Regions from separate parts of the Mus musculus genome. Here all the other regions are linked to region 1. Evidence: chromatin contacts called from public Hi-C and HiChIP or PLAC-seq data. All regions are on one chromosome and are shown on one strand. Each heading gives the region's core, a stretch centred on a gene start, on an enhancer-like site or on the middle of the called end of the contact. The rest is flanking DNA. Distances are from core to core; before and after follow the strand shown.

What was found. A called contact is a pair of places that touch in the nucleus more often than the background predicts. HiChIP or PLAC-seq counts read pairs in DNA pulled down with a chosen protein or histone mark.
Region 2: an H3K27ac HiChIP or PLAC-seq map of hepatocytes shows a contact between it and region 1, with 7 times the contacts expected there. The contact joins two enhancer-like sites.
Region 3: a contact with region 1 is called in a Hi-C map of muscle stem cells, with 2.3 times the contacts expected there. The contact joins two enhancer-like sites. A contact is called at or near these places in 1 of 39 promoter capture datasets (hippocampal neurons) and 2 of 484 Hi-C or Micro-C datasets (muscle stem cells and myocytes).
Region 4: a Hi-C map of muscle stem cells shows a contact between it and region 1, with 2.5 times the contacts expected there. The contact joins two enhancer-like sites. A contact is called at or near these places in 3 of 484 Hi-C or Micro-C datasets (muscle stem cells, myocytes and nephron progenitors), 1 of 115 datasets of contacts at active chromatin or transcription factors (fibro-adipogenic progenitors) and 1 of 9 other capture datasets (pancreatic islet).

Annotation. Positions count from the first base shown.
Region 1 is chr16:43,078,800-43,083,368 of GRCm38.p6, reverse strand. The region is part of intron 2 of Zbtb20 (zinc finger and BTB domain containing 20); the gene reads right to left. Among named protein-coding and RNA genes, the nearest start is that of Gm25873, 45 kb to the left of the region's middle. Within about 2 kb of position 2,243, at least 32 of the 459 cell types and tissues checked have an H3K27ac peak or open chromatin away from gene starts, as enhancers often do. A contact at or near this core is called in hepatocytes and muscle stem cells, where this site is marked.
Region 2 is chr16:43,538,051-43,542,619 of GRCm38.p6, reverse strand. All of the region lies in intron 5 of Zbtb20 (zinc finger and BTB domain containing 20), which reads right to left. Among named protein-coding and RNA genes, the nearest start is that of Mir568, 100 kb to the left of the region's middle. Within about 2 kb of position 2,344, at least 62 of the 459 cell types and tissues checked have an H3K27ac peak or open chromatin away from gene starts, as enhancers often do. A contact at or near this core is called in hepatocytes, where this site is marked.
Region 3 is chr16:43,456,744-43,461,312 of GRCm38.p6, reverse strand. The region is part of intron 4 of Zbtb20 (zinc finger and BTB domain containing 20); the gene reads right to left. Among named protein-coding and RNA genes, the nearest start is that of Gm15713, 39 kb to the right of the region's middle. Within about 2 kb of position 2,507, at least 70 of the 459 cell types and tissues checked have an H3K27ac peak or open chromatin away from gene starts, as enhancers often do. A contact at or near this core is called in muscle stem cells, where this site is marked.
Region 4 is chr16:43,358,055-43,362,623 of GRCm38.p6, reverse strand. All of the region lies in intron 4 of Zbtb20 (zinc finger and BTB domain containing 20), which reads right to left. The region is part of intron 1 of Gm9968 (predicted gene 9968); the gene reads left to right. Among named protein-coding and RNA genes, the nearest start is that of Gm9968, 3.3 kb to the left of the region's middle. Within about 2 kb of position 2,318, at least 14 of the 459 cell types and tissues checked have an H3K27ac peak or open chromatin away from gene starts, as enhancers often do. A contact at or near this core is called in muscle stem cells, where this site is marked.

The sequences.
Region 1 (4,569 bases), core at 994-3,493:
TTGAAGTAAACTTGGCCATTACAGTTAGAACAGAAATTACCCTCAAACTGAAAGGCCAAATCTTTTTAATTCAGACTCCATTTTAGCAAGCCTGATCTAAGTTTGAACTTAGGTAAACTAACAGGCTGGTACTTAGCATTAGTTTCCAAGTTGCCCCCAACAAAACCTAAACCTAGCTCCAGTCTCTAGGCTAATCCCCAAGACCAGCGTTTCCAGGTTACACCCTCAACAAGACCAGTGTCTCCAGGTCATTTCCCCAACAAATGTGCACCAAGGTTACAAGCCCACCCCCTGCCTAACAACCACCAATGCAGAGAGGAGCAGAAGTTAAGTTTATGATACGACTCCCAGCACCAGCCAATTATGTGAAAGGCCACAGTAGCTTTCCAATTAGATGCTTGCACATGTACTCGCTGCTTGCTGCTTACTATAAAGCCTTGCCCCGATAGACATTCGGGCTCCCCACCACAAAAACCACCCTGCATGATGGTGGTGTGTTGGGGAAGCTAACTCTAATAGAATAAAGACCCTGCTGTGAGTTACAACACATTGGCTCCTGTCTGTTTTGGGGGATCACTAACATTTCCCTGGCACAACAAAGGAATAGTGATTTTTTTATGTTTTAAAACTACCTGTTTATTTATTTTAAAATACTGTTTTATATAAACTTACTGAGAACAAAGTCCTTTATGAATATTCCTGACATTAAGACTGTACTCTCAGACCAGTGAATTGAAAAACTTCGAGAAAAGAATAAAACTATATAAAAAATGTCATATGAGAGGCCTAACATAGATAGGAGGAGTCAGAGATAATCTCTGTGAAGACGTGTTGTATGATGAATAACATGCCATGTTACATTTGATAGTCTAGCAGAGTTAAGGATTCATGTATGACTAAGGCCTTCTCATAGTCATTCTCTATGCTAATAAATTCACACAATGCTCATTTGCATATATTACTTTCTAGCTTCTTGATGTTTCACCTTCTCGGTCTCAGAAAATTCATCCTAATGTATTGCTTTTATTCATGATCCATCTCAACTCTAGATTCTCCCTAGCAAACTCACAGAGATCTCCGTTCCCACAGACTAGCTTTAGCAATTACTCATGCCATGCTTTCCCAGCAACTGCCCACGGGTATTGTGTTACACACAGCTTCCATCAGTTGGCGATGCTTGAGTACTCTGCTCTCTTTAGGAGGAATCTGGCTTGGTGGCAAAGAGGACCAAACTGGACTCGGCATGTACTCCATGAACAACAGAGAAGAGAAAGGGGCACGGCAGTTCTAAGAACCTCATTTGACATTGATCCTGCCTTATTTTGTCATTTAAAGGACTGACTTATTTGTCTTCAAGTTCCTTTTGGTCAAGGCCACATCACATATCCTTTTCTCCCTAGCATCTATGTGTTACAATGTGGTAATTACCAAATGATAATGAAATAACATTTCCCTACAGTAAGTCATGATTCTATTTCATAGCTGCTCTAAAAATACTATCAACAATAAACCTCCTTTAGAGAAATGTATAAACATACATTATAACATCTCAATTCAAATAAAACATCAGGATCCAGTGAGATCATTCCTGTACAATAATTAAATGCAACAAAGAAAAGTTAAGGTTATACAAATATATTGGAAAAAAAGATTTACAACTTTAAATATGACAAATGTATATATTTTAAAATAAAGCTCACCTACTGGGATCCTAGGATTTAAATCTCTCCTTTAGAACACTGTAACATCCGGTACACAGTGAGTCCTGAAGCAATCCACAGCAATTAGTTTAGTTCTTACATTGGAGAAAGAGCCCCATTTTATTTCCCCCCTGCTAAGGAAGTGTATTTATCATATTCTACAACAGCTCACAGTTTGTTATACATTAACTGCTCATTCTCTGTGCCAATAAGACTATGCTGGAACAGTAAATGAATTTGGTACATTCATTGAAATGTGCAAACCACAGGCTACCCAGTTGTCTAATGATAAGAGAGCCCCACAGCCACCTGATCACCATTATCCGGCCTTATTTTTTTGGACTCGTGGTCAGTACTGTCAGGATCTGCATACTGAGAAGAATGAGAAGGAAAGGTCTACCTCAGACCTAATCATGCAAAGGGTTTTATTAATTCAGGCCCCGTGATGATGTGGCGAGGCTGGAAGGGGAAGGGATGTGAGATCTGGAGAGCTGTAGCTGCTGCTCCAAGACCAATGCTGGTTTTGGCACTTCTCTCACTCTAGTGAGTTGCAAAAAAACAAGCAGGTGCTAGCAATCTGAGAGACCACATGCCAGCTCCAGCTGCCTCAAACTGATTCAATTACATCTGCCTCAATAGTCCCAGGACAGCAAACCAGCTGAAGAGATCCATAGGTTGCAAAGAGACATGCTTCTCCTGAGGTGCAGTGGTCCCTGAGGTAGGGAGCTTACAAATCTCCATGTTGTGATGGGAATGCCTTTACCACCATTGCCAGGCACAGGAGAAAAGATGGGGTGTGTTTGATTCCTATTCACTTTAAAACTAAAAACTGGTTGGCAAGAGCAATAAAAGCTCTTTTGAGTTAAAAAAAAATACAAACAAACTGGACAATAGGTGAAATCTTAAGGATACCTTGAAGCAGCATAATTTTGTGAGAACATTTCCCAAGCCATTGGGCACAGCACATTTACAGAACATGCTCTTGGGATCCGGACTTCGCTCCAAACCTTGTTTGTACAAAAAGGGGCCAAGCAGCTGGGAAATTCTGGAGTGGAGTGTGTCCTCATTAGTTCCCATCTGCCACCAGAACTCAGCTCATGGCAAGTTTGGCTAAGTCCTGGTGTACTCAGGTCCAAATGTGGGTCAGTTTTAATTACACTATACAGAATTCAGCATGCAGTTTTTAAATCCTTATTATACAGAACAGAGGAGTGGGCTTGTCTCCAGCTAATCAATTTTTTAAAAGTACATATATAAAATTTTAAACCAGGCTAGACAGACAGTGGGTAGAAAAAAATCTTATGCGTATAATGGTTACTTAAGAAAATTATTAGTGAAATTGGGTCATGAGCTAGTTCTGTTTTGAATGTGAGAAACACAATGTTTCCAATGGTAAGATGCTAAACTTATGCAAGGTACATAATCTCCTGTATTTTAGTGTGGACGAGTAAGCAAAGGCTGTGGCCAGGCTACAGCACACGCCAACAAAGGCTCTCACTGAAGTGCCAGCTCCCTTCACTGCCTACCAGTTATGGCGTGGCTTTACATTAAACAGAAAAGTGGAAAAGGTGAGAAAACAAGGGTGAGGGCAGAAGAGAGAGACAAAAGGAGGGAAAGACCGAGGGAGAGGAGAGAAGGGAGGAAGGAAGACAGCACACGATAGGAACACACATACAGAGTGACACCACAGACTCAAGTTGTGTACTGGTTCATAGTACCTCTTGCAGCCACAGAGTGGGTCTCAGAGTAAGTAAGTAAGTCCTTGAGGCATGTGCATAGACTTCATCTATCCGAAATTTCACCGAATAGGGAAAGTAAAGGCACTAAGCTTTTCTAGATAACCATTGGCTAAATGTCAGGAGAGAAGAAAACAAGCAGTTGATGATTGCCATTGATACAGTAACAATAGTGTCTGAATTTGACATAACCCTAGTTACAAAACAAAACACAGCCATGGATATGATGTTCCTTTGACTTAGTTATGAAGTTTATCTTAAAAATAACATCTAAATAGGTTCAGACCTAGTATTTACTAGCTGTGTACTATGAACAAATTGCTAGTATTCTACTCTAAAAGCACTATCAGTAAGACACACCTGTGTATGAACACATACATATTTAATTCTGTAGAGGAAGTTAACATTGACCTATATTTGGGTCCGAGTACACCAAGTCACTCAAATATTAATACAACAATTCCAAGTAAATTGTCTCAATAAAAACAAAACAATCGTGCTGGGAACTGGAAAAAATGGCCCAGCAGTTAAAAGAGCTTGGGGCACTTCCAGACCAATGTTCCATTACCAAACCCATGTTGAGTAGATCACAAATACCTGTAACTGTACCTCCAGGATATCTAACACTCTTCTGGACTCTGCAGGCTCCCACACATATGTGGTAAACCCGCGCATGTGCACACACACAGAGACGATATATTTATAAAAACCCAAATTTGACATTGAACTTCTAATTTTTAATACTAAGAAATATGAAATTATATATATATACATATATATATCTTCATTGGGGCTATATGATTTGTGCTCTATAAAAAAAGGAATTTGAACATGAGGCAATAAATATAAATAGAGGGGAGGCACTGTGAAGAGACATTAGGGAAAGATGTGAACCCATAAGTCAAAAGAGAAGGTTGGGGAATATATTCCCCCCTCGACTGCAGAGAAGTGATCAAGGCTGTTTATAAAATTTGATTACCTACTGGAAGGGAACAACTATTCACCTAAGGCACAAGTCTGGCTGCTTTGGAATAAACCTCTATTAGTCACAAAAAAATGTAAAATATATTGGGGGAATTCTAACCAAACAAGTGAAAGATCTGTACAACAACAACATCAAGTCTCTCAAGAAA
Region 2 (4,569 bases), core at 1,095-3,594, 460 kb before region 1:
TGGGGCTTTGGTTTGGCTTTGGGGTGTACTGTTTTCTCTTTTTTTCCTTGTCTAGAATCTGGCCACGGCAAGCATGCACTGCTGACAGAGCTCCCTCACTGCCTATAGAACAGAGTACTGCCTCTCGCATCTCCTGGTCAGCAGTGACTGGTAAGCACCAGTGTTTTATTTTAGTAGCCTGGACGGAGTTCCAGGGGCAGCTGTCCTCACTGCACACAATCAGGTCCTCTTTTCAGGGGGTTATAAGTCAACCATCAAAATACCAAAATATGCTTTGGTTTGAAACTTGGTGTACAGAGACTCAAGCCTAGGAATGACTGTGGTTTACTTCCAAATTTAAGAAAATATTGAATTTTGTAGGTTATTTATTTACTGTTTTCAAATATGTTTGAAGAGTCGTTTAAACTTTCCATAGGAAAGTGTACAAAAAAAGGCATGCCACTTTATTACCTTTGGCCATTCATTTTGAATTTCAGCACATCAATGGAAGAACTAAATGATGGAGCAAACATTTATTTATTTTATTTTCTTACCAAATACAGATGTTCTGTCCACTTGGGTCCTCATCAGTGCTCAGAATGTTGGTGTGTTGTAACATAATGAAATAAAGGCGCTAACGTCTTTGTTTTGTTCTTTTCAGTGGTGTGCAGAATGGAGTAATGAGTTCGTGTTTTGGGTCCTGTATAACTCAAGAACTCATTTCAACTTAAATAAATTAAGTAAGCAATTAGTTCATAATATGGCCTAATCACCTCTGGTATTTTGAAACAAACAAAAACACAAAAATGGCTGTTGTACATTTGCACTTAATTACTTCCATATAAAATACTCCTGTGGATTTCATTACAGGTGACACAAATTTTGGATGTAAGCTTTGTTTGTGATAGGAAGTCTGGACTATTGTTGTATAGATTCCCATGAAGATTCTGTATCCTTCCCTTCTCTTTTCCTACAGAGAGTCAGCCTATCCAGCACATTCTTACCCTCCTAATTGGCAAAAGAAAGGCCTTTAAAGACCCTGGAGAATAGGCTATGTTCTACATTGGCTCAAAGGATGTGAAAGAGCACTGAGAGGTATGTATCATTCCTAGAACTTCTGCAACATTTCATTCTGCACTTGGAGGCAGAACACTCTCACCCGTGGACATGTCTACTTGGGATGTCCTTGGCCATCAGGACAGCCTTATGGAAATGTATCTGAGAAAAAGACCCAACAGAGCAAATAACTTTGCTCTGTCTCTAATGTAAATGGGGAAACCTTGTAGTAACAGTGTAACTGTGAGTTCTAGCCTTAAAGGGATTTTCTTGGCTTGGATTTTTTTCCTACCCTCTCCTTCAGATACATATGATCGAAGTATATGTAAAAGACCAGTGGTGCAAACTCAAAGTACTGCATGTGATCTTGGGTTACTTTCCCATCATGCAATGTGTGTAGCGGCACTGGGACTGAACCCAGTGAGTCGATGATTAAAAAAAACGAAAAGCAGACTACGGAACATTGTTGGTGGGATTTACAAACCATATCCTCTGTTTCATAAGTAGGTATAAAGAACCCCAAAATTGGTTCTAAACTTCTAGGCTAATCTGATCTATCGGCCAAAGGATCAGCTTTCACTGGTGAGAACCCAGGTCGTCTCCTTGGCATGAGCTCACCGCCAGGTCAGCCAGAGAGCTTACAGTTTTTCAGGTGATGTTAGATGTCACCATGCAATACTAGCACTCTGGATTTCAATACAGAAAATCCAAGTTCAACTAAACTTTTTCCTGTTATGACAGTTTTATGAATGTCACTCCTTTTAGAACTTAGGCCAACATCTTCTTCTGATGTTTGGTTTGGACGAGCTTCTTCTGTAGCTTGGAGTCATGCAAATCCTTCAGCCGCAGCCTTGCAATGCTCGCCAGCTGTGGACATCCCTCAACTAAGTATGTCTTCCACACAATGGATACTCAGGAAACATCTTTTGCGGAATGGAACTAGCTTTGCTGTAAGGGAAAATGGAGTATGCAACAGAGGTCTAAATGAACTTGAAGGAAGACTAATAGATCTTGAGTGTGTGTTTGTAAAAAAAAACAGGCATGTAAAACAAGTGGGTTTTGATATAGCTTCCCAAGGGAAGTAGTAGAAGTTTCATTACTCAGGGCATTTTAAACTAGAATAGACAAAACACTAGAGGGATATGTTGAAATATGCGTAGTCTGTCTGTGAATTAGTGTTTACTTTCAATATAATTATAAGTGAAGCAACACTGCAATGGGAATTTTTCATACACATGAAAGCTATGGCTACTATGTTTCCACGTCGACCATATGTTGCACATATTGGTTGGAGTGGCTGTGTATCCCTACTGCCCTCTAGTGGATAACATGTAAGGCCTACCTGATTAGCTGATCTAAGGAGCTACTGCAGTTTGGGGGTATATCAATCCTTAATCATTTAGGGTAGAAAGAAAATAGCTGTGTTGATGCATTTTCCATCAAATTATAAAATTGAAGGGCATTAAAAACAACAGAGTCTAACTCTGTAATTAAGACTGCCATTTAATGTTTGTTCGCACACGGTATTCATTTCTGTGTGTCCCTGCCAAAGACCCATTGTGTAATGTTGTCCTCACATGACATTAAAAACACCAGTTCCCTGGAAAATGTGAAAAAGCAACTGTGCTGCCTTGAAATACATGGGGCTTACTTTTGGAAACAGAAAATTAATACGGATGCAGGAAGATAACTTGGAACACAAATAATGGCTCGAAGAAACTTGAAAATCAGTCCTGCTCCTTAAATTCGAGCAAGCCCATCGGTCGGCGGCGCTGGATGGGGGTGTTGGCTGTTACTCAGAAGTGGGCTGGCAGACCGGCTTCAGCACAGGGACCCTGCTCGGAGGGAAGGCTGAGTAAACATGCTTTCAGAGTACTGGGGCAGGAAAGGGAAATCCAAACCCACGCTTGGTACTTCAGCCTGCACTTAAGGCTCTCACATTTGGGGGTTTGTATGGCACAGAATCCAGAGGCCTCACCTCCAGTGACGAGGGAGTCAGACATGCAGAGTCATTTAGCATTTTGTCATTATGACACAGGGTGGATGGGAAGGCAGTTCTCTTTGTATCTTATTAATATTTTCCCCCAAATGATTTACAGTCTAGTCACTATTTTTAGCCCCATATTTAACATGTTAAAGAAGTCTCCCAAAATCCTAAGAGAAAACAAACAACCGATAAACCGGGCAGAACGAATACGATCCACACGACAAGGTGCACATCCTGTGCCTCCTGAATGCTGCAAACCATTGGCTCTTTCCACAAATATGCAGAAAGAAATGGTCGAAATGGACTGACTCTTTAAATGTCAGGAATTATTAGAAGCTGGTGATGTGTGAGTGGCTGCACATCTCAGGGGAGAGCATCTACCCAGGCACATACCCGCTGAGCAAGAGACCACCTTCCCAGTCTGTGATTTGGTAAAAAAGCAATGGTTCGGCATATCCAAAGCAGAGACTAAGGATTCCTGGGTCACTGCAAAGAAACCAGGGCCAGCAAGATGACTCAGTCGGTAAAGGTGTCCACTGCCGATCATGACAACCAGAGTTTGACCCCAGAACCTACACAATAGGAGAGAACCAACACCCTACAAGTTTTCCTCTGACTTCCACATGCATACCATGGCTAACATTCACCCACACGCATACACACATGCACGTGTAAGTACACACTCATATACAGTGAATGAATAAATGTAAAAAATCCAAAAGAGAAGAAAACAACAGACTAAGAAAATGGTATAGCACAGCCTAAGATACTATGACCCAATAAGGGTTCTAAGTGCTCTCTCTTCTTCTCAGTCAGATTTCCTGTTCAGTTATTGGTGGCTCTACAGTGAGATGAATGGAAGTCCCATGAGAGCTGAGGGTAAACACTGTTAAGATAACTGATAAGCCTGCGAGCAGGGGGACATTTTGGAGTTCTCCTTGGTGTTCAACGCAGGGAAATCAGTGCTGCATTTTAAATAGGAATCTTCTCTTCATTCTAACTGTAGTCAGGGTGGAACTGTGTGCTGCTACATTCACACAGGCAGCCCATTGGAGCCAAATAGGACTAACTCAGAATAAAAAGGTGTCCCTCCACCTGTGTCCATGGGGTCAGGAGAGAATGCCTGACCAGGAGAATGATGTCTCTTTGACCTTCCTCTATTACTTCTCTGGTGTTTAAAAAAAGTCACAGCCCTCTAGAGAAGAACACCTAGACTTTTGTATGAGAAGAGTCTGTACATTGCAGCCGTGGGATCTCTGGGGCAAGGAGATGGCTCAGGGCATCAACAAGAAAGACAATAAGCAAAAAACATCTTCCAAAGCAAGTCCCATTAGAGCAGATTGCAAATAGATCTTTGTTTTCTACTGGGTTCTGGCTTTTTCTTGGGGTGTGGGTGTGGGGGTTCTGGCTTTCATGGGGTGAAATATCACTGTTAGAGCCTGAAGATGCTTAGCTATGAATGACTCTCCCTTTCTGTCCGGTAGAAGACTGAATGAAAGAACCAGAACAAGGAGGAACAAGCTTCTCACAAGCACAGTGGCCCAGCA
Region 3 (4,569 bases), core at 1,258-3,757, 380 kb before region 1:
ATACACAGGTTACCAATGATAAGAATCTAAGATAGAGCCAGGCGTGGCACATGCCTTTGAGCCCAGCACTTGGGAGGCAGAGGCAGGCAGATTTCTGAGTTTGAGGCCAGCCTGGTCTACAAAGTGAGTTCCAGGACACCCAGGGCTATACAGAGAAATCCTGTCTCCAAAAACAAAAACAAACAAACAAACAAACAAACAAAAAACAAAAAAAAATCTAAGATAGAAAATTTTCAGTGTATGTTACACTTTAAGACAAAATGAAGTTAAATTGTAAATTTGGGGGGAATATAAATTTGTTCTAATATATTAATGAAAAACAAAAAAATCCCAAATTTAATACTAATGTTAAAAATGTAATTTTACACTTCATGTAAAATTCATAAGTGTCCATAACTGTCAAAAGGTCCCTCCTTCTTGATTGAACTGCAGTCTGCTATGTGATTTTACAAGATGTATTAATCTACATAGATTTACTTTTGCTCACTTGAAAATGTTATGTATTGACATGTGCCCTTTCCAATCGAGTGATAGTCACCTTATATGTCTGTAAGTTGTTTTTTTATATGAAATGCAAAGAATTAAGTAGAGTAGTTTTACACAGGATTTAAAACATTTGCATTGAATATTCCAGGTTCAACACACAAATATGTAGCAAAGGATATAAAACTGTAAAGGCCAAATAATTCAGGACATTAAAACCCAGCAGTGGGCACGCACACCAAGTGAGGTGTGGGAGGAGTAGTGGGTAGCCAGGCCTAGTCTTAGTTTTGTGATAGCAAAAGTGTCAATCTCTAAGGACCCAATTGTAGTTTAATTGTAGCTGAAAAGGCTAATTCACTAATTTGAATGTACATAATGTTCTGGGGCAGTGGTTTTCAGCATTTAGAGATGATGCAGGTTCTTAGGAGAATCCTTTTCCCCAAGCTCAAAACAAGTTTCAAGGAGCGGCTGGTTCCGGAGCAGCCCGCATGTATGACTCCCCTGGCCTGATTACGCGTGACTTGGGGGCTGAGGAGATGAGTAGAGAAAAGTCTCTTTGATTTGTCTTCAGAAAGTTTAAGCCAAACATAAGCTGAAGCCAGGAGTAAAGAAAATGTTAAAAATGGAAATGTAAAAAACTAAGTTGGTAAAGATGCGTGACTAGAGATACAAGCTCTTTTAAAGTACCCTAGACCTTTATAATACTTTCCTCATTCATTATTATTAGCATATGTTAATAATATAAAATAACGCGCTCTATTATAATTTGCCTATGATGTATATAATGTACTTAGATCATTATCCACCCCTTATAATTCCTTTTAAAGTTAGAACAATGGGTAGAGGAGTATGGAGTGGAGAAATGGTAGCAACAGAAAGAGTTCCTAGCTCTGAGGACCTGCTGTGGTTTCAGGCATCTGGTAAGGAAAGGTGTGTCTCGTTTGCACATATGTCACCCCAGGGATGTGTACGAAGCAAGCTACATGGGGTACACAGAGGCTCCGACACTAAGACATGGCAGTTTTCCTGAAGGGCTGGTTTTCTTTGTGTGTAAATAACTTAAACTATTCTTTATAGATGAATACATTCATTCCCCCATTAACTTTTTCTTGGATGTTTTAGAAGAAACTAAACAGATTCTCTTCTTGGCCTTGCATTTCTTCTAGTTCAGTAACACAAACAAGAATATACTGAAAAATGAAAAGAAAACAAGAATCCATGTGTATTTTCAGGGGTCAGACCTGAGACCTCCCTGAAATGTGAAATGTCCTGTCTGGGGCACACAGGCAGTGTCCCAGGAGGCATGCCGGACCATTCTAACTTGAGGACTGCCAGAGGGCAAGTGTGAGAGGCACTGTCAGAGTGAATCCCTGAGCCCACACTACAGGGGAAAAATACTGTTACCCTGAACTTACTAGAAGAAAGAGGAGATTTCAGGAATTAGGAAACTTACCCCAAATCACACAGCCACTAGCCTCTGAGTGAGTCCCTACCATTCCAAAGTCCACATACTTTAACCACTAAATTATACTACCTTTAGGTGTTTCCCACTTGAAGTTTCCCCTTGAAATCTGGGCTCATTCAGGATTATGCAGGCTGGTTTAGGCTTCACTTTGGAAGGAGATAGGTTTGGCTTGATTTGCATTCTAAATATTTCACAGCGGTAAGGGAAAGCTATTATTATACCCATTTTATGGTGAGGAAACTGAGCTGCCTGCCAGCTGAGGTATCTGGCTGGGTTAAAAACAGAAGCTTGCCTGTTTGTCTTTGCTCTGAACTAACTCAAGGTTCAGGCCACCTGACTGGCCAAGCCAGCTTTTCTGCATATGGATTAACACCGGTGACAAAGAGTGCCACAAACTTTGCTAAGAGGGAACAATAATAATTCAGTAAGGAAAAATAATTCAGTAAGGAAAAATAAAATAAGTCATCATAACTCGCAAGTTTGGTTACTCTGAGGACTGAATAGAAAAGGGAGTGCTTACTCATCACAGATGAATCAGAAAATGAGAGTGTGTCACAGCGCTGATGACAGAGCTGGGGAATTCAGACGATCTCCGTTCCAAGCTCCTCTTGCTTGCTTAGGACGGTAAAAGGTATGGCAGTCATGAAGGAGTGGCCTCTTAGGCAGGGCTTTAATCTTAAGTCTTTCTAGAATTTAGGTGGGTTTGTATCTCTGCTTCATAGGGGTAGGGACAACCTCTAAATGTTTGTGTAATGTTTCAATGTACATGTTTAAATATCTTTTAGTGTTGCAGAAATATAGTATTTAGTAATTGTATGTCGGAGTCTTCCCAAACACTCGGCTGATTTTTACTTTGACTTCCAGGATTTCCAAAGGCTGAGGAGCCCCTGGAATTCTAGACACACGTGCCTCTCGGAATGAGCGCCAGCTCCACAGACTCCTGGCAATTGATATTCCATCTTTGCGTTGGATGCAAGACTTTTTTTTTTTTTATGTGACAGATTCAAGAAGTTTTATACTAGACTTAATGGCATTACATGCACTCTGCATTTGTGAGTTTTTAATTCTCTACTTTTTTTTTAAAATCTAAACACTGGGAAAGGTTTGTGAGTCAAAGACAGGGCATGGGTGCAGAGGTATTCTTTGCAACACCACGCCGGGCCCTTTGCTCATGTGTTTTCATTTCTTTTGGTCGGTGGGAGAAAAACATAAAGGCCATGTCGTCACTCCTGTGTTGAAGTCAGCCTTATGGGACCATATTATTTGTGTCCATCTCAAGAAATAAAAGAATCATGAACGTTATGACATAACTGTGAACAACAGTTTCTTTAAACCTCAGATGATGGGATAAGGTAATCACCAATGGAGAGAGAAGATGCAGAAACTAAACTTCAGTAATTAGGCACAGCACAGCCTACGTACGAGCCTTTGCCAAGATACAATTAAACACCTGCCCCACCCCGTCCACATTTCCTGACTCTTCATGATGTTCACAGGATCAGAGAACAAAATATCAGAGAACAAATGAAGTGGGAGCAGCAGCTCTGGGAGCAGTAGCAGGGGCTGCATTTATAGTTAAGATGGGTTCTATTTTAATTATAATTTTTTTCTGCATGAATCTCATACATATATAGAAGGAAACATGACCACATCCACACCAGTTCCTTTCTCTTCCGCCCTCTCTAAAGCAGATTTTAGGAACATTCAATGATGTAATTCCATTTTTCCCTGTATATTTCTAATTTCTGAAGTAGTAGCTTTACAGCGTCTAAATGGATTGAGTGTCAGACCTTCTTCCCTATAGCAAATTGATTTGTGTGTGTGTGTGTGTGTGTGTGTGTGTGTGTGTGTGTGTATGTATGTGTGTGTGTCCTTAAAAGGTCTGACACTGTTATTATGTGGCCTATCAATTAAAGGCACACAATGTTGTTCTAGTCTACCATTAATGTCATTTGCTACAGAGATTGCTGCTATCACACAAATACTCCAAAACTTTTCAATATAGAAATGCAGAGAATAACAGTGCTTGGTTCAGTGGATCATAGAATTAATATGTGCACTGCAGAAGCACAGAGAAGTATCCTGATTTGTGTGCACAGAGGGTGTTCCTCACCAAAGGTTTCCTCAAATGGTTAAAATACAAAGGGAAAATTAGGAGCCACATATCAAAAGACAGAAATTAATCAGGTATGCCCACTGACTGCTTAAACTGTGGGGACAACATAAGCTAGGTCTGTGTTTTAAAGACTTAGGAGCAGTGTTCTGCAATACAGATTGCAAAGTGTTACTTTCATCCTTGTCACGACTAGCTATTTGCTTAAGCGCATCCAAGACCTCTCACAATTTGGCCCAGGCCCATCTCTGTTTTCTTCTCCACTGTTTCTTTATATATGGTGACAGACTATTATGTTTTTCCCTGCGCATGCCCAGGACAGCCATGCCTCCCAGCCTTTGCTGACAGTTCACACTTGAATCTCCCAAACCTTGCTAAGTGTGTTAAACACAGCATGACACTCCAATGTTTGTTGAATAAATGTCATCTGTCTATTTTAGGAGACAAAGATGATAGAAAAAAGTCGTTAAATCAGTAAATAAATAGCACTAGAAAGAGAGGTCAAGGG
Region 4 (4,569 bases), core at 1,069-3,568, 280 kb before region 1:
CCGTTATATAGAGAAGTAATATACTCTATAAAGTAGTTGTAAGAGTAACTGATACATCAAGGATGGATATTTGGGATGACTGCATCCTTTGTGTAGACACAAAATCATTAAGTCTACATCAAGTCTGACAGTAGAAAAGAGCTGAGAGGAAAGAGACACAGCAAGTTCAATGGTGCACACAGGGAGCACTGCATCGCGTCTAGTTCTACCCAATACGTATAGTATCCAGGACTCTGTTAGACAGTGACCGCCAGGATTCCGAAGCATCACTCCTGTGCTGTACACTATAATACAGCCAGAGGTAAGCCAAAAGAAAGGAGGGGTAAAATCTAAGTTAAAAAAAGAAATCAGTGATGGAGAGGCAAGCTGTGCTATAAATCAACTGATGAAAACTACCTAAAACAGACAGAAAGATACCAATGTAGGTAAGGCTCCTGAGCGGGAGACTGGGAACCCTCGACACGGAAGGGGAAAGTCCGGCTGTGGTTTGGAGCTGTGTAGCATGGGAAGCAGAATGAGCCTCCAGAGAAGAAAAACACTAGTGAACAACTTGAAGTTTGAAGGGGAGCCGCCAAGATCTAGAACACATTCTTAGCTTTTAGCTCTCAGAGGCACAAGGTTGTGTCTGTTAAGAAAACATGTATGACAGGCTATGTAGCTTCTGTCCCACAGCATGTCAGTAGAGTATCCTATCACATGTTCAATGAATTTCCTAGTCTGTTTCCTTCTCTTTGAAAGGGGGGTGACCGTATCATCCTAATTGGCGTTATAAAGGCTGAGTTGATGTTTATCTATTTTTGTCATGGTATGTCTGTCTGACGCCGAATACACCAGAAACTACTATTATCACTAGCATCACTTATCACCCTTATGTGCCCAGTCAGAGAAGCTCTGCCATTGGTGTCCCACCAGATTGAGTAGAACCAGAAGAAATACTACAGGAGATCAGTTGGATGTAGGGCTTACCATGCTGCTTTGAAGAGCTTGTTTTCATGTGGGATTTTCAGTGTTACAATGTGAATACGGGGGATGCTGATGATCTATTATGTGAAAACCTTGATTGGGGAATCCATGTTATCAAAGGAACTGGGAGCCTGACAGTGTCTAGTAACCAGAGGCCAAAAGAAAAAAAAAAATGAGGGAATTTTTAGAAGCTACTCCAAAAGCAACAGGATAAAAGTGCTATTGGCCTTGACCACATGATGAGGCTGTTTTACCAAAGGGGAAAACTTAGTCCAGTTGATTGTCCCAGCCTAATTGATTAATTGTGGGTCTGACCATCTGGCTGATGAATGCTGACACCCAGCAGTGATTACTGTGTAACACAAGTCCGGATGTGCTCTCCATGATGCCTCCCACATTAATGGTAACACTGACCCCCAGGTTAGTTTATTTAGGCCTCTTGGCTCAGTCTCTTCATGGAACAGTGGTTGTGGCAGGGAATATTTTACTAGACCTGGTCAAGCATATCTTCTTCTCCTGTTTCAGTGGCCGCTCCTTTCCAATTCCACCCCGATCCTCTCCTGAGCCCTCTCGCACATAATCGGTTTTCATGCAAAGCCCTCCATCTGCACTTTTCATCATGTGGCCGAGGCTCTCATCTCTGGTCGCTCTATTGTGAAGAAGGTTGTTGGACTGGCCTGCAAGGGGAGCCCATGGAGTCCTTTTCACTGTGTTATCTGGACTGGTTTACTATCACTTACTCATATGGTTACAAAACAGAAATTATTTCATCCAAATCTTGAAACTGAGCTAAAGTTCTACAATATTTCAATTCTGTATGAAGATTAAGAGAAGATAATTCTTACATCTTAAAGTTATTTGTCATTCTTAGATGTGTGCCATGGATAGGAACCATCCTTGTCCTGAAACTAACTTGAGATTTCAGGGAAGCATTTCTGAGTTAGAGAAACTGTATCAGGCTGAAGAAAATAGCAGGGTACAGTAAGCGTGCCACCTACAAACCACTCTACATCCGGACACAGCATGTACGCACAATTCCCTGGGCAAATCAGATTTGAACACATGCAAACTTTAGATATTACAAAAAGTTTATTTTCTTCTTCATTCTATTTGGTGGAGAGGTAGGGGACAGTAAGCCCACAGCAAATGGCTTGAAAAGCTTGTGTGAGGAGTCACAACGGACAGTCATCCTTTCTCTGTTCTTTTCCCATCCTGATTTCTACCTTGAAATCATCCGTCTCCTGGTCTCCACAGACACTGAACTCCTCTGTGTTTGGGCTGTATTGGTGTTAATTTTCAGCAGAGAGTGGTAGCAGCATGCTGAAATACAGAGTTCTGTGTGGGGAGTTGGGAAATATTTTTGGCATGGCTGTCAGTAAACAACTCTGTATCTTGGGCAAGTCAAGTCCCTTAACTCCCCATGTCTCAGTTTCTTCATTGAAAAATGATAGGGTAGGACTGCATGAACTCTGCTGTTTCTGCCAACAGTAAGATTCTATGGTTCTATAGCTCATTTCCCTTTTTCTCCCCTCTGGCATCAAATGCTCAACAACTCTGCATAAAATAATTTTTCTTTTTCAGTTACTGAAGGAAAAATATCTCCTTCATTTACTGCTGGGCATTTTCTATTTGTACCCCCTCTTTCTTTTTGATGTTAGATATTTTGAGTCATAAACATGAACATATTCAGATAGATGCTTTAAATTTGAAGGCATTTAAGGAGAATAGCTTTCCCATGTAGAACATTTAGTATAGCTCTGCATGGAGGAAGCCAGCCATCCAAAGTGGAGCAAAGGGGCCAATTCACAAATGAGAGGAAGCCTTTCATAATAAGAGTCTCCAGGCTCTTCAATTTAGATAAAGCTCAAATGCTATCAACTCCCAACTACGTTTCCAGTCAGCCCCAGACACCATCACAGACACTTAGGACTACAAATCTGAGGACCAACGCTGGCAGGGATGCCGCTCTTATTTCACCTCCACCATCCATTGCCAAGTAGGATTTAGGATGGCATAGTAATAAGAGCCAAGAGGACAATCTGTCATTTATTTTCCTCCAAACTTTTTGAAATTTCCCATTTGGGCTCTGTTTCCCAGTTTTAATTTGGTAACTGCCATTTTTCAGCATTTCTTTTAACAGGTTACTAATAATTTCTGATACAGGATCTCATATTTCATTTTCTGCTGCTAGAACTTGCTGTTAATATTTCATCTGCCTTCAACTCAGCTCAGAATAAAGGCTGCTACATTTTAGATACTCTGTTAACACTTAGGTTCTGGGAATTTCATCTCCAGAGTTCACTTAGTTTATCCATATCTGGTTAAGTAACAGGTTGATGGTACAGGCAGTATCTCAGGGTGTGCTGCTAAACATGTTGCAGATTCTTGTGGTAGCTCTTCTCCAAATCTCTGACTGAGAGACTGAAAATACCCTATTTGTTTTCCAAGGTAACTTATGATTGGCTTTTGGAAGCGGAGTGGTTTTGACAAGCTGTGGCTCACAGAAAGTTCTAGGTTAAATTTTTTGTTTGTTTGTTTGAAATTTGCTAGATATATCACCTGTGAGGCCAATCTCTTTTTCTATTTCAAGAGAGAGTCAAAGTATACATCTGTATTGCTATATGGATCCAATAAATTTAACTGCTGAAGATTACTGAATTCTCAATAAATAATAGCTATCATTAATAATTTATAAATTCACATTATATAATATTGGATTTTGACACATTTTCCAAGGTCAACAAATTAATCCAGATTTTTATTTTTTAATAACAAATTCACTGAGAACTAGAGTAAAATCCTTTAAAGTGTAGATCAGTAAAGTCATATGGTCAGACAGTGTTTATAGCATCACCGTTTGCTGCCTTTCTAGCTAACTAAATTCTCAAAACATTTTGTTCATCTAATATCCAGGTCCAATCTTAGTCTGACCTGTGAGGACATATGGACTTCCTCCAACCCTAAGCATCACAGATCATTTTAATGTTACTTCGGAGTGTATGAAGCAGGTTCCATCGGAAGAGAAAAAACACATTGCAGTAAAGAACTATTAACACTAATAGGTGACTAGAATAAGGGGAGAATACCTTAGAAGAATTAAAGATAACTCTAAACATGAAAGAACAGCAAATGTAAGGAATAGCCACTCCTTGTAGAGCTCACATAGCATGTTCAAGGAAAAGTTGTTTGTATTCTTAGACAACAATCCAGACCTTGCTGGGTACAAGTAAAATCTTTTAGGATTTGGATACAGACATTGTTCAACAAGGCACAGGCATTGTCTACTGAATGCCAGAAATGTGCCAGAGAGCTTTCTCAACAGAAATTGTTGGTACCTGTATTTTTGAGTGGCAGTAAAAGATATCCATGGGATAGAACCTCATGTATGTGTGCCTGCATGGTGTGTGCCAGGAGAAGTGGGCAGAGATCAGGTAGTGGGGTTGCTATCTGTACCTCAGCTGGAGCAAATAGATAGGAGTATGTTCCATACTGACAAACACTAGAAAAGTTATGCAAAAGAAAGAAGTCAGGTTCTGGAGAAATTGTGCACAATGCATTAGTCGGCCAATGGAGTAGATAGAGCCAGGAAGGAAGCCCTCTGTAGTA